Linked DNA regions of Sus scrofa: regions 1, 3 and 4 are each linked to region 2. The links are chromatin contacts, called in public Hi-C maps. All regions are on one chromosome and are shown on one strand. Each heading gives the region's core, a stretch centred on a gene start, on an enhancer-like site or on the middle of the called end of the contact. The rest is flanking DNA. Distances are from core to core; before and after follow the strand shown. Region 1 overlaps PLCB1 (1-phosphatidylinositol 4,5-bisphosphate phosphodiesterase beta-1). Region 2 overlaps PLCB1 (1-phosphatidylinositol 4,5-bisphosphate phosphodiesterase beta-1). Region 3 holds the start of HAO1 (hydroxyacid oxidase 1). Region 4 overlaps HAO1 (hydroxyacid oxidase 1).

The links. Hi-C and Micro-C count contacts between places; a contact is called where the count stands out from the background.
Region 1: a contact with region 2 is called in a Hi-C map of liver, with 6 times the contacts expected there. The contact joins two enhancer-like sites. A contact is called at or near these places in 4 of 5 promoter capture datasets (fetal liver, fetal skeletal muscle and liver), 23 of 47 Hi-C or Micro-C datasets (alveolar macrophages, brain, embryonic fibroblasts and 12 more) and 1 of 2 datasets of contacts at active chromatin or transcription factors (skeletal muscle).
Region 3: a Hi-C map of subcutaneous adipose tissue shows a contact between it and region 2, with 4 times the contacts expected there. The contact joins the promoter of HAO1 here to the enhancer-like site in region 2. A contact is called at or near these places in 25 of 47 Hi-C or Micro-C datasets (adipocytes, alveolar macrophages, blood and 16 more) and 2 of 2 datasets of contacts at active chromatin or transcription factors (alveolar macrophages and skeletal muscle).
Region 4: a contact with region 2 is called in a Hi-C map of liver, with 2.8 times the contacts expected there. The contact joins two enhancer-like sites. A contact is called at or near these places in 21 of 47 Hi-C or Micro-C datasets (adipocytes, blood, brain and 13 more) and 2 of 2 datasets of contacts at active chromatin or transcription factors (alveolar macrophages and skeletal muscle).

Annotation. Positions count from the first base shown.
Region 1 is chr17:17,011,847-17,015,169 of Sscrofa11.1, reverse strand. All of the region lies in intron 1 of PLCB1 (1-phosphatidylinositol 4,5-bisphosphate phosphodiesterase beta-1), which reads right to left. Among named protein-coding and RNA genes, the nearest start is that of PLCB1, 6.3 kb to the right of the region's middle. Within about 2 kb of position 1,454, at least 6 of the 83 cell types and tissues checked have an H3K27ac peak or open chromatin away from gene starts, as enhancers often do. A contact at or near this core is called in liver, where this site is marked.
Region 2 is chr17:17,585,162-17,588,066 of Sscrofa11.1, reverse strand. The region is part of intron 14 of PLCB1 (1-phosphatidylinositol 4,5-bisphosphate phosphodiesterase beta-1); the gene reads right to left. Among named protein-coding and RNA genes, the nearest start is that of PLCB4, 330 kb to the left of the region's middle. Within about 2 kb of position 1,391, at least 9 of the 83 cell types and tissues checked have an H3K27ac peak or open chromatin away from gene starts, as enhancers often do. A contact at or near this core is called in liver and subcutaneous adipose tissue, where this site is marked.
Region 3 is chr17:16,801,126-16,804,406 of Sscrofa11.1, reverse strand. It overlaps HAO1 (hydroxyacid oxidase 1), which reads left to right and starts at 1,947. Exons shown (of 8, transcript NM_001243431.1): 1 at 1,947-2,129. The coding sequence starts at 1,993.
Region 4 is chr17:16,784,324-16,787,661 of Sscrofa11.1, reverse strand. All of the region lies in intron 2 of HAO1 (hydroxyacid oxidase 1), which reads left to right. Among named protein-coding and RNA genes, the nearest start is that of HAO1, 16 kb to the left of the region's middle. Within about 2 kb of position 1,376, at least 8 of the 83 cell types and tissues checked have an H3K27ac peak or open chromatin away from gene starts, as enhancers often do. A contact at or near this core is called in liver, where this site is marked.

The sequences.
Region 1 (3,323 bases), core at 205-2,704, 570 kb after region 2:
TGAGCCACAACAGGAACTCCTCTAAGCATTTTTTTTTTCCGAACAAAATTAAAATAGGGAGTTCCCGTTGTGATGCAGTGGAAACAAATCCAACTAGTATCCATGAGGATGAGGGTTCAATCCCTGGACTCGATCATTGGGTTAAGGATCCATCACTGCCGTGAGCTGTGGTGAAGACTGCAGACGAGGCTCATATGCTGAGTTGCTGTAGCTGTGGTATAAACTGGCAGCTGTGGCTTGGATCTGACCCCTAGGCTGGGAACTTACTTATGCCTGTGCCACAAGTGGGTCCCTAAAAAGCAAAAAAAGTGCAAAAAAAAAAATCTCCAAATTGAAAGTAATGTGAAAAAAATAATAAAATCAAATATCAGAACATAAAGATATCAGAGAGGAACATGAAGAACTCTTAAAGAGTCCAGCCTTCTTTATATGCTATTTAGTTTTGTTTTTTTTTTTTATAGAAACTGAAGGCTTCCTTAAGATCTCATGTGCAAATCTCAGAAATATATGCTAGTTCCTTTCCTTACTGATATGCAGGGACATGAGCTCTGACTGAAGGATCGGACATGGAAAAGATGGGGCAAGGGGAGCATCGTGAAATCTGTCTGAGCAGATGGAATTTATGATTTGAGCTGAAAAGCCTGCTTGAACCTCACATTAGCTCTGGCAGCAGGAAAAACTAAGGTTTTTCAGTTACCAAAGATTTGTTATTTAGGTGGAAACCCACAGCATTAGTCAACAATTCACAATCAATCCCTTTCCATTTTGTTAGCACTGCTTGTTCATGATAACATGAAACAATCCTGATAAAGCAGCAGTTAACTCCAGATTACCAAGTTTGACATAAAAAAAAAAAAGCAAAATGTTCCTTTCTCATTGAAACAGTCATTGCAGGTAAATATCATTCGAAGCTATTCCTCAATAGGCTAAACTTTCATGGGAAGGATTGGAGATATGTTAATAGCCAGAGTAAATTACCCTAATGCACCATGGGTGAGAATATCAAAGTCAGGCAAGATAAGAGAGAAAACCTCCTAGAGGAAAACATATTCCAGAAACCTGTGCTCTCCTAGTCTGCTTTGCTCTGCCAATAACAGCCTAGGCATTGCATTTCCTTGCTCAATTACTAGAGTTTTGTTTAACTGTTTTCTTCGTGGCATTGCCTACACCTGCTTTGCTTCCCAGGCTTTACCTCATCAACGTCCATCTAAACTAGAATGAATCACTTCTGTTACTGTTGAAGAGGGTCCGTTCAGCAATAATAAAAGTGCTTGTCCCGGCTGGAGAACAAGCTTTTGTTTTGTTTTCATTGAAAATAAAAAGAAAATAACTTGATTACATCACAGACAGGCAAAACCGATCTATGGAGTTAGAAGTCAGGAGAGGGGGTGGAGGGGCTGGGGGTGGTGGTGCTGACAATGCTCTTTCTCTCGCTGGTGCTGCTCCCAGGAGAATGTTCATTTTGTGGAAACTGACCCAGCTGGGCAGAAGATTTGCATGTTTTACTTCACGGATGTTACACTCTGATAAAAAGCTTAAAATAGCCTTATTGACTCACTTTGGAAAACTTATCTTCTTGGACTATCATAATCAGTGTCAATGAGAAATTCACAAAACCCCTCTAGACAATGCAAACAGACAAATCCGGGCATATGTAAGTGACATTTTAGAGGGTACCTGCCAGCCTTCCAGTCAAAAAAAAATCCACATATCCCCCAGGGGCTGCATTTGGATCGACCATCTACCAACCAGAGCTGTGTTTCTCTCTTTCCCATACAACCTTTCCAGAGTGAACACTGCTAACTGTCCACCTCATAAACCTTCTCCTCCGATTCCTCATTCATCTCGGCAGTCTCATCTTGTCATCATTTTGGAAACTACAACTGTAGATTTTACGTAGTGCAGAAGTTCTAACTGAGCGTCTGTGCAGGATGCTGGGAAATGTGCAATATACTAACATGGTTTGTTATTACTATTATTACCTATTTTAGCCCTGGGTTTTTCAGTGGGGGAGGGCAGGGCAGTAGAGAGGGAAGAGGGAGCTGTTTCAAATTCATAGGGAATTAGTGCAAATCCAAATCTCAGAGCTTCCTAGTCTTTTTCTCAAACAATTTAGCCAGCCAAGCAATTATGATTTTTGAATGTAAAATTAGACTTATGAGACAGGATTATGACGTGAGCTGTTTTATATATATATGACTTTTATATATTTATAACTTTTACATATATAAACATATATAATTATTTATAATATATATATCATTTTATATATTTATCTTTTACATATAATTTTTTTCTTGCTAAATTACCCAAGTTTTGTGTAACTATTTCCTCCTTATTCTGAGCACTTGTGCGCTTACTCTGTGTGTGTACATTTTCTTTTCTTGTTTTTTTGGGCCATGTCTGTGGCAATGTGGAAGTACCCAAACTCAGGGATCAAACCTGAGTCACAGCAGTGACCCAGGCTGCTGCAGTGACAATGCCAGGTACTTAGCCCACTGCCACAAGGGAATTCCCATATATTTTTTAAGGTTTTTAAGTAGAAATAAACTTTTGGATGCTTTAGAGTTGACTTGCTCTAAAGAGAAAAGATTTTGCTTTTTACATATCTTCATTTTCTCTGAAATACCTGTATTTTTTAAAAGGGTAAAAAACTGATTTTTTTTTCCTTTTCAAAATATAAAATATGAGAATCAAGCACACATTAAAGGGAATGGAAGGAAGGTCTGGATCTTTCCACTTGTAGAACAAAAGAGTCACCCAACACATACTGACCTCTCTGATAAAGTTCACGGCCATCTAATTACTGGGGGATAATCACTTCTAAAAACATATCGAGTGTTATGTGTCAAGCGCCACACAAAGCAAGGCACGTGCCTTCCCTCTTTAATGGTACCAGCTCTTCTGTGCAGTAGAAAACACTACAATCCTCAGATGACACACGAGGAAACTGAAGCTGAGATGCATTAAGCAACTTACCCGCGGTAAGCTCTGGATTTGGAAGGTGAAAGTGGAAAAACAGAAAACAAGCAAATGAGAAGCCCAATGAGCCCCAGATGTGGCAGAACAAAGAGATCGAGCCCTAAGATGTTAAAAGGGGGCAAGTCAGGGGTTGGGGAACCTTCTTCTTTCCCTCCACATCCTGCCCAACACAGAGAAACAAGAAGGAACAGGCTCACAATCACCTAAGCTCCCTGAGATAAAGAAAGTAATTCCCTTCTACTGTCCACCTCACACAACTCTCCCAAATGCCCCAGTCCTGCACACCCACCTCCAGGTCATACACAAATGCAAAATAAAGGCAAGGAGACAAATACAAAATA
Region 2 (2,905 bases), core at 142-2,641:
AGGCTTATTTGATGGAGGTACTGTCATCTAAACAGTGCACGTATCTTTAAAAATGGTGATATTCTGTTTAAAAGGGTAGGATAAAATGGGTGAACTCTAAAATAATTATGCATAGAAATTACCTCATTCATATATAATGCAGCTTCACATTTAGCCAATATATGGTCATTTCAATAGATTGTTTTTCCTTCTGAAGATTAGGTGGCTGATTCCACTAGCTTAAATATTCCCATTGATATAAGGCATTATGTTCTTCCAAGTTCTGGGCTTCAGTCAGACTCAGTCATATCAATTATGTAACAAGATGTTCAAGTCAAAAAGTAAATAAAGCATACTTTTAAATTGTTGGATTTGACTTCTTTCAGGGTCCACTTGGTGCAATAGCATAAGAAGCCCAGTAGATGGCAATATTGGCTCAACAGTGAGGTAATTTACCATGGGCTAGTACCTCCCCTCCTTGCCTTCTCTCAGCTTCTCAATCTCTATAAATGACACTGCCCCCAGCACTGCCTCCAAGAAGCTGATAAATGTTTTCATTTGGCTGACAAAGTTCAATCGATTACTGAATGATAGCAGCGAGCAAAGTATTCATGAAATAATCTTTAGAGGGAAAAGATGTCTAGAACCAACACAGCTTATAATTTACAGTTTGTTTATTAAAGGGAAGCCACATGTAACTAACTATGATGCTGATACTGTTAGTTGATAAGATGAATCAATTCTACTTTGACTAGAAAACATTCTATCAGAGACACATTCTTTTAAGAGGTTAAAAAGTTTTTATAATCAAGTTTATTGCCTCGAGTTTTTGTAACTTTTTTTTTTTTTTAATTAGAGGGGGGATTCTTTTGATTGAGTAATTTAGGAAGGTGTTTGGCAGAACAGTGCTTCGTGGGTCACAGCAACCCAGCAGTCATTTCAAATAATCCCGCCATTCTCTGACATACGTGGGAAAGAAAGAATTTATCTTCTTTTACTCTATGAGCAGGAAACTGATTTCTCCCTTATACATTTTTAGAGGGAACTTGGAGGAATCTTTTTGAACAATAAAAATTTACTATATTCCAGTTCTTTGACAAGGGTACAGGCAAAGAGCTAGATTTTGGGGGAGGATGTGGCCAACAGGGGCCGTGATAGACGAGCTTTGATATACGAAACATTTCAAATGTTTCAAGTTACATGGGTTTCCGATGCTGAAAACATCTAAGTTACATGTGTTCCTGATGCAAATGGTAAATGAGCAGTGCTCTTTATTCAGGGGCATACCTACATATTAAAATGCTCAAAACTTTCCATCAAAATAAAGATTGCACAACCGAGTTCGGGAGCTAGCTTAGGAAATCTACCCAATTACTAACAGATTGCTTGCTCTTTCTCTGAATTAAGCAACAGTGTTCACTGCCTGTAAAAATCGTTATTTGTGTTATGTATCCAGTTAATAAAAGGGAGGGGACTGGGAAAGGCAGATGGTAAAACAACAAGCTCCCACATGCAAAGGAAGGCACGTTTCCCTCACTAGCATTCAAGAGACAGGATCATCCTGAGAAAGAGGTGGCCTGTGAGTGACATTCATTCCAAAACTGCAAAAAGAACATGCTTACTGGGAACAAAAGTTATTTTTGAAAAAAGAATCAGAATTGCATAATAATGTTTGAAACACCCAGTCAAAAACTACCAAAAAACAAAACAAAACAAACCCAAAAAAACCCCAAAACCTAAAAAACCTTTCAAGGAATTATAAAACATCTGTTGATGAGGATTTTAATCTAAACAATAAAAGTAATTGGCAGTTGAGGTGGAAACATGGAAGAAAAGAAAGAGTCTTGGCCAATCTTTTTTTTTTTTTCCCTGATTGCCCTAGAGTTTATATTTCAATTTTTAAAAATGACTTTTAAATCTTTTTACATATGATTGGTATACAAAGAAGTACACATAGCATACGTGTACAGCCCATAAACAGATCACACAGACCTTAGGAAACAGTACCCAGGACAAGAAACAAAATATAACCAGTGTCCAGAAACCTCCTTGGGTTTCTAGTCATTCTTCACCAAGGGTAACCATCTCCTGACCTCCAATGGTCCAGGTTAGTTCTGCATGTTTTTGTACTTTATATAAATAGAAGCATAGAGTGGATACTTTCTGTTGCTGTTGTTGTTTTGTGTTGTTTTGTTTCATTTTGCATTTGACTTCTTTTACTCAACATTGTGTTTCTGGGATTTGTCCATACTGCTGTGTGCAATTGTAGATCATTATTGCTGCTCATTATTCTGTGGCATGATTATACCATGATTTACTTATCTCTTCATGGGCTAGTCTGAACAGTGTTGCTTTAAGCAATTCCTGTACACATCTCCTGGTGAACAGCTCTATGCATTTCTCATGGGGGTACATCTAGGGATGGAATTCTCTGGGGCCCAGAGGTTCATAGGTATGTGTTCAGCTTAGTTTTTGCAGATGATGCCAAACAGTTTTCCAAAGGGATTGTTCCAATGTCAGCTAAACTTTTTTTTTTTTTTTTTTTTTTTTTTGTCTTTTTTTGCTATTTCTTTGGGCTGCTCCCGCGGCACATGGAGGTTCCCAGGCTAGGGTCGAATTGGAGCTATAGCTACTGGCCTACACCAGAGCCACAGCAACATGGGATCCGAGCCGAGTCTGCAACCCACACCACAGCTCACGGCAACGCCGGATCGTTCACCCACTGAGCAAGGCCAGGGACCGAACCTGCAACCTCATGGTTCCTAGTCGGATTCGTTAACCACTGCGCCACGACGGGAACTCCTCAGATAAACTTTTTAATTGAAGAACTTCCTACATTCAAGCTTAAAGTTTCCTTCACTTGTTTAGCCTCCAATCAGAGATCTTCTTATGGCACATTGTAGATTGCCAAGATTTTGATTAGAGT
Region 3 (3,281 bases), core at 698-3,197, 780 kb after region 2:
TCTCTCTTTTTTTTTTTTTTTTTTTTTTTTGTCTTTTTGTCTTTTCTTGAGCGGCTCCCTCGGCATATGGAGGTTCCCAGGCTAGGGGTCGATTCGGAGCTGTAGCCGCCAGCCTACGCCAGAGCCACAGCAACGCTGGATCTGAGCCGTGTCTGCAACCTACACCACAGCTCATGGCAACACTGGATCCTTAACCCACTGAGCAAGGCCAGGGATCGAACCTGCAACCTCATGGTTCCTAGTCAGATTCGTTAACCACTGAGCCACGACGGGAACACCTTAATTCAAATATCTTTAAAACTCTTCACTGGAGCTCTCCTGTGGTACAGCAGATTAAGGATCTGGTGTTGGCATGGCAGTGACTCAGGTTACTTCCGTGATGTGGGTTTGATCCCTGGCCTGGGAACATCTGTATGCCAGGGGTGCAGCCAAAAAAAAAAAAAAAAAAAAAAACCTGCTTCTATTCTCTATCCATCTTTGGCTAGCAGTTGTTCTCAAATAATATCATGTATCAGAATCACTTGGAAGGCTAGTTATAGCACAAAAGGCTGTAGAGTTTCTGATTCAGCACAACTGGGGTGGGGCCTGAGAATCTGTGCTTTTAACAAAAGTTCCCTGGTGAGGCTGATTGTTGCTGGTCCAGGGCCACAATTTGGGAAACACTGGCCCTTCAATTCCTTAGTTAACACTAGCACTTGACCTGCTTAAGTTTCATTCTGGAGTGTTAAATTGTCTCTGCATCAAAATTACTTGAGTTGCAAAGTGCTAACAGTTTTAATAACTATAGAAGTTGCAAATAAATGAATAGGTTTCTAAAAGGTCATGCTTTAATCTGCAACTTTTGATCAGTTCTCACAGGAAGTAAGATCTCAGACCAATTTTTATAATGATTTTCTTAGCTGTGCAGTTGAGTTTTTTCTTCTAGAAAGGATTAATGGATTTTCACTTTCCAATAGTATTTCTGAGGCCAATTTAGCTATCATTGAACTGAAGCAAAAAGCAGGCATCTGTGAACTTTGGAATAAACCGATATTGAATTCAATGCTAATCCTAACAGCTGTAAGGTCTTTAATTCCATTAAGGGGTAGTGAGATGGGAAGGAAAGGCAGCTAATACAGGATGAGTTACCAACCAATGGCATTTGTGGGCGACTGAAGCCTGCACCGTAGGATGCACATCTAGGAGTTAACTGCCAGAGGAGTGAGGAATTTCGTATTTATACACCAATTCCCTTAAGCTCTTGGTGTAGGATTGTTCCATGGAGCATTGAGTCCACAGCACTTTAGCCTGCCATGTGGATGGAAAAGTAGGCTCCAAGTTCAAGAGAACATTCTCATACAGGTGCAGGCAGTTGGAATTCAGCAGTTGAATAGCTGGTGAGCCACTTTAAGTGGGGGCTCCCAGGTGGAAATCCAGGACTGACCGATGTCAAAGCCATTGCTATCTTTCTTCTTCCCTTCCTTCCTCCTTTCCTTCTTCCTTCCCTCCCTCCCTCTCTTCCTCCCTTCCTTCCCATCCATTTCATAGGCTCTTTTTCATATATGTGCATGATCCAAATTTGGGAGGAAAATGAGTGGATGGCACATTCTGGGTACCAATTAAATAGCCAAGTCACACACCGTGGGAATGAAGCAGCCTTAGGAAGAACTGAGCCAAGAGGGGTTTCATGCAAGTACTTCTCTAGGTCTTTAATTTTTGACTCATTCTTATGCCTTTTTAACATGACAGACACCTAATCCCCTTCTGCTGCCTCTCCAGCCCAATTTTTTGTGGCTTAGGTGTACCTGCTCTTTGGCAGACAGCTGCAAAAGAAATTTCAAAGTCTAAGCATATGTTTGCTCACTTACTGTAAGCAACAGAGAAGGAAATCTGAACTTTGGAAAAAGTCTATTAATAATTGACAAATAGCAGAATTGTCAGGATGTAGAAAGCAATACAGAAAAAAAAAAAACAAACAAAAAACCATCCTGGCGTTTGCAATAACCCAGGAAAATGTTCACCCGGCTTGTCTGTATCAGTGATTATGAGCAACATGCTAAATCCATACTTCAGAAGTCTATATATGACTATTATAAGTCTGGGGCAAATGATCAGGAAACCTTGGCTGATAATATTGCAGCATTTTCCAGGTAAGAATATTTTTTTAAATCATGCTTTGAGATTACACATGGACATTCTACCAGAGCAAGATCAGTTTCTGTGTTGATAGTGTGAAATTATTTGTCTAGACAATATGCTTATTAGAGAGGGGGCAATTCATGGGGCTGTGAGACATATTGATCTTTAAACTTGTTTTAAAATAAAAATATCCCAAGCCTGGCAATCTTGGACAGCTGACAGAAAAAAAAATCTAACCCTAAGTTTCCTCACTTGAAATGACGTGGATGATTCATTTAACTGTGTATAAAAATAGTGACAGATTCTGACTCTGTTTTCTTTTTCTTTGAGGCTGACAGAGTGTATGTTTATGGTGGAGAAAGCCATTCGTATTAAATGCAAGATAGCCATCTTATCTGGTGGAACCAGATCGGATTGTTCTCTCAAATGTTCTCATCCTTCTGGCTTGCCATTATCATTCATTCTGATTACTATTGTCTAAACTTTCACTTGAGCTTTCAATTGGCCTAAAGAACATTAATCTTTCAGCTTTGCTGTTTCATCTCTAAAGTGCTTCATCTCTCTTCCCAAATTAGTTTTCCCTTGACTTTCATATTTCAAGATCCAACATGGTGGATGTCATGGTTTATGGTTTCTGTTTGTAATAAAAACAAGAAACAAAATAACTCTAAAGGAGTGCTTTTCTCTCAAGGCAGTTAGGAAATGGTTTATTTGCTGGAGCAGGGGAAGAGAGCCTTCAATATACTATAGTCTTTGAAGCTCATTGATCTTTTCTTCCAGCCATTAGTAAAGCCAATGAATGTCATGAGTACTCATTGATGGTGATAAATTAAAGAAAAAAAAGGCAGAAAGTATCCAAAGGAAAGAATCTACCTTCCTCCTTGATTTCTTCTTTAGCCCCTAGAGCAAAATCACTCAAAATCACTTTTCTACTTGTCAACTGGGAGAAATGAAATCATTCTACACAAGGTGGTTGCTGGCAAGCAGACTGATTCACCTGCAAATCAGTGTAGGAGCTTGAGAGTTGAAGTGGGGCCTCCCCTAAACTCCTTCAAGCCTTGACTTTGTCTTGGATTTTCTTTGCAACAAAAATGGCATTTTAAAAAAGCTAGGGGGAGCCATGGGAAGAGAAAAGTTGGCTGAGAGTGGAGGGGCTTAAAATT
Region 4 (3,338 bases), core at 127-2,626, 800 kb after region 2:
AGCATTTTCTAATCCTGTCCCCCAGGGTTTCCCCAACAGAACCGAGACTCAGTTGTCCTCAGAAGCTACCTGCCCATTAGTAGAGCCTTCTTGGGCTGTCTCCCACCCCCTTTCACCTTCAGACTCCTTTGGTTCATCTTGGGATCATTCCCAAATAAAAGAAAGGCTCATAGCATTATCTCATTGTCAGCTTCTGGAAGAAAGCAAACCAAGACGGCTACTTGAATATGTATGTAGCCACAGGCAAATTTCAGTCAGCATGGAGGAACACTCGTATTTGGTGGAGAGTTCTTCCTTTTCTCAAAACTCAGAAAATCACTATGCGTCTGCTATACGATTAATTATATCATTTCAAAATATGGAAGTCCTCTCAAGCCAGCCTGATCCTTGGGGAGATGGTGAAATCTATGGAAGTTTTTGTGGGGGATTTTTTCCCCCAGCCTCTAAATTATCTGGCCTCTAATCAAGCTTTCTTGTTTCCAGGGTCTTGGACCCTAGGGAGAAGGAGAAATTGAAGCCAAGTTCAGAGGATAGAGGTTAGTTAAAAGCCCTTTCTGGAGAAAGTGTTCCCATTAGGCTGGTTGGTAGGAGCAGGTGAAGGGCATTCAAATCCCCAGGGAATGGTCTGGCCTGAATAATTAGAATAAGCATCTAGAAAGTTCTGGAAGTTGCCAGGGTACCACGACCTCACGTCCTAACTGGTTCTCTAGATTTCTTCACACAGATCTGCCTCAAGGGTTCTCTGGCCTTTCGTCTCGGCCCTGGGGACAGTCTCCGGGGTGAATGAAGCCCTAGAACAGAGCTCTCTTTTTCACACGGCTGCGGCGGTGTAGAGGGACCAAAGAAGCTACTCTGCCTTCGTTTCCAAAATGGAAATGAGTGTAGGATTGCCAAATAAAACACGGGGAGCTAGTGATCATTGAAATTTAGATAAAAACCAAATCATTTGGGTATCCTATGTTTATTTGCTAAACCTGGCAACGCTAGTTACATAAGCGATCTTACCGCTAGAAGTTCTTGTGGGGATCACGTGAAAAGGAAAAGCTTCCTGAAATGGGGCTCGCTTTTTATTTGCCCCCGATATTTCAAGTCCCTAAAATATTTCTCTTCCATACATTAAAACATTGCTTTCAGAAAGGAATACGTGGTTCATCTTAGCGGGAATGAAAATTGCTCTTTTTCCTTGGTTAAAGATGTTTTTGTTTTAAGCTTTTTGCAGGAACCTCAAAAAATGGCTTTAAGGGCCAGGCTGGTAATGTAAAGGTTCAAGGAAGTTAAGAAAATGAAGTTAAGAAAACGTAAGCTCCGTGGTGGAGACTAGCGAACCTGAGATTGCGAGTTCCATTGAAGGAGAGCAGCCACATCTCAGCACTGAGCTAACTGATGCCCCAGGGGAGCGAGGATGTGGGATTGCCAAATCTTCCTAAATGTTAAGAGAAGCCAGAAACCTTGATTTTTACGTGCAATCTCCTGGTTTTTAAATGTTGGCAAATAAATCAAAATTCTTTAAAATACTGTTTGAGGCAACAATGTGTGGGCCAAAGCAAATACTTTTATGGGCTACAACTGTCCCCTGGACTGTCCAGCTGGGGCGTCTGATTTATGTGGAAATTCACCACTAACTAGTTTCACTTTCTGTGGCGGGTCATTCTCACTCTCTAGGATTACATTTCCTCCCTGATAAAGGGAGCTGCTTGTGGAGATCAGTGGTTTACTTCTGGTGCCCCAGAGAAGCTGGAGTTGTTTCCAAGGATGTTAGGGTAGTAGTGTGTGTCACTGAGCCTTCAGCTACTTGTGTTGCTCGCTGGGATTAGAAAGAACAGTTCTTTATTTTTATCTTTTTTGTCTTTTTTGCCATTTCTTGGGCCGCTCCTGCGGCCAAACTCATGACAAAGGCCTGCCTTAGATTGGCTTTTTTTTTTTTTTTTTTGTCTTTTTGCCTTTTCTAGGGCCGCTCCTGCGGCATATGGAGGTTCCCAGGCTAGGGGTCCAGTTGGAGCTGTAGCTGCTGGCCTACACCACAGCCACAGCAACGCGGGATCCAAGCCGCGTCTGCAACCTACACCACAGCTCATGGCAACGCCGGATCCTTAACCCACTAAGCAAGGCCAAGGATCGAACCTGCAGCCTCATGGTTCCTAGTCGGAATCGTTAACCGCTGAGCCACGGACGGGAATTCCAAGAACAATTCTTTAAAGAAAGAGTTCTGCTGCTAAGTTGAAAGAGAAAGAGAGAACACTCAAAACCAGAAAACAGGAGTTCCCATTATGGCTCAGAGTATTAAGAACCTGACATAGTCTCTGTGAGGCTGAGAGTTCAATCCCTGGCCTTGCTCATTGGGTTAAAGATCTGGTGTTGCTGCAAGATGCAGCTTGGGTCCTGTGTTGCTGTGGTTGTGGCTTCAGCTGCAGTTCTGATTCAACCCCTGGCCCAGGAACTTCCATATGCTTCAGGTGCAGCCTTAAAAAAACAAAACAAACAACAACGAAAGCCCTAGAAAACTCCCAACAGGAACAGATAATCTTTATGATTTTTTTTTCAGAATTTGAATAAATGTTTTGGGGCCCTTTTAAAATGTCATCAACAAAAAGAGGGATCCAAGTGGAGACCTGCCCTTCCTTATATTTCTGATATTCCCTTTCTTTCCCTACCTTCTACTCTAAGCCAGGCTGGAGGACATTGACAGGACATGACATCTGCCTACATTGGATTTTCATTTCTTAAAGCTACATTCTTGGGATAGAGAGCAATCAGATATGTATTTATCTCTGGACCTTGCTAAAAACACATAGGCATTTAATAAATTCTCCATACACTTAAAAAATGATACTTCAAAGTCGTGTGAAAAATGATGATAACCAACACTTATTTAGAAATTAATATATGCCAGGCAATTTGAATTTATTAACTTATTTATCCTCGGCTACTGTCTTAAAATATTTGAGCCCAAAGCCCTAATGAGCTTTCTCCAGCTCCTGTGGAAGTGGAAACTGAGGCTTAGAGAAATTCAGATCTTGCTCAAGGTTATTAGTCCCTTACATGGTGCTGTCTATAGCACAGCATGGTCAGTTACTGATATTTCCAAGATCCCTAAGGCGAACTCTATGGTATGGTCTTGGAATATTAATTGCAAATGTTCTATGTTTTTACAGTTTAATCCCTTTCATTTTGAGAGTGTGGGATAAGCCACGGAATATGAAACGTATTAGGAAATTAAAGCCTTGGGCAAAATTCAGGAGCATAAATAAAGGGGCTTGAATTTTAAAGAAGCAAAAATTACAACTCCTAAAATTCTCTTAAGATGGAAGGAAAATAAGCAGGAAATAGTGGAGAGCAGT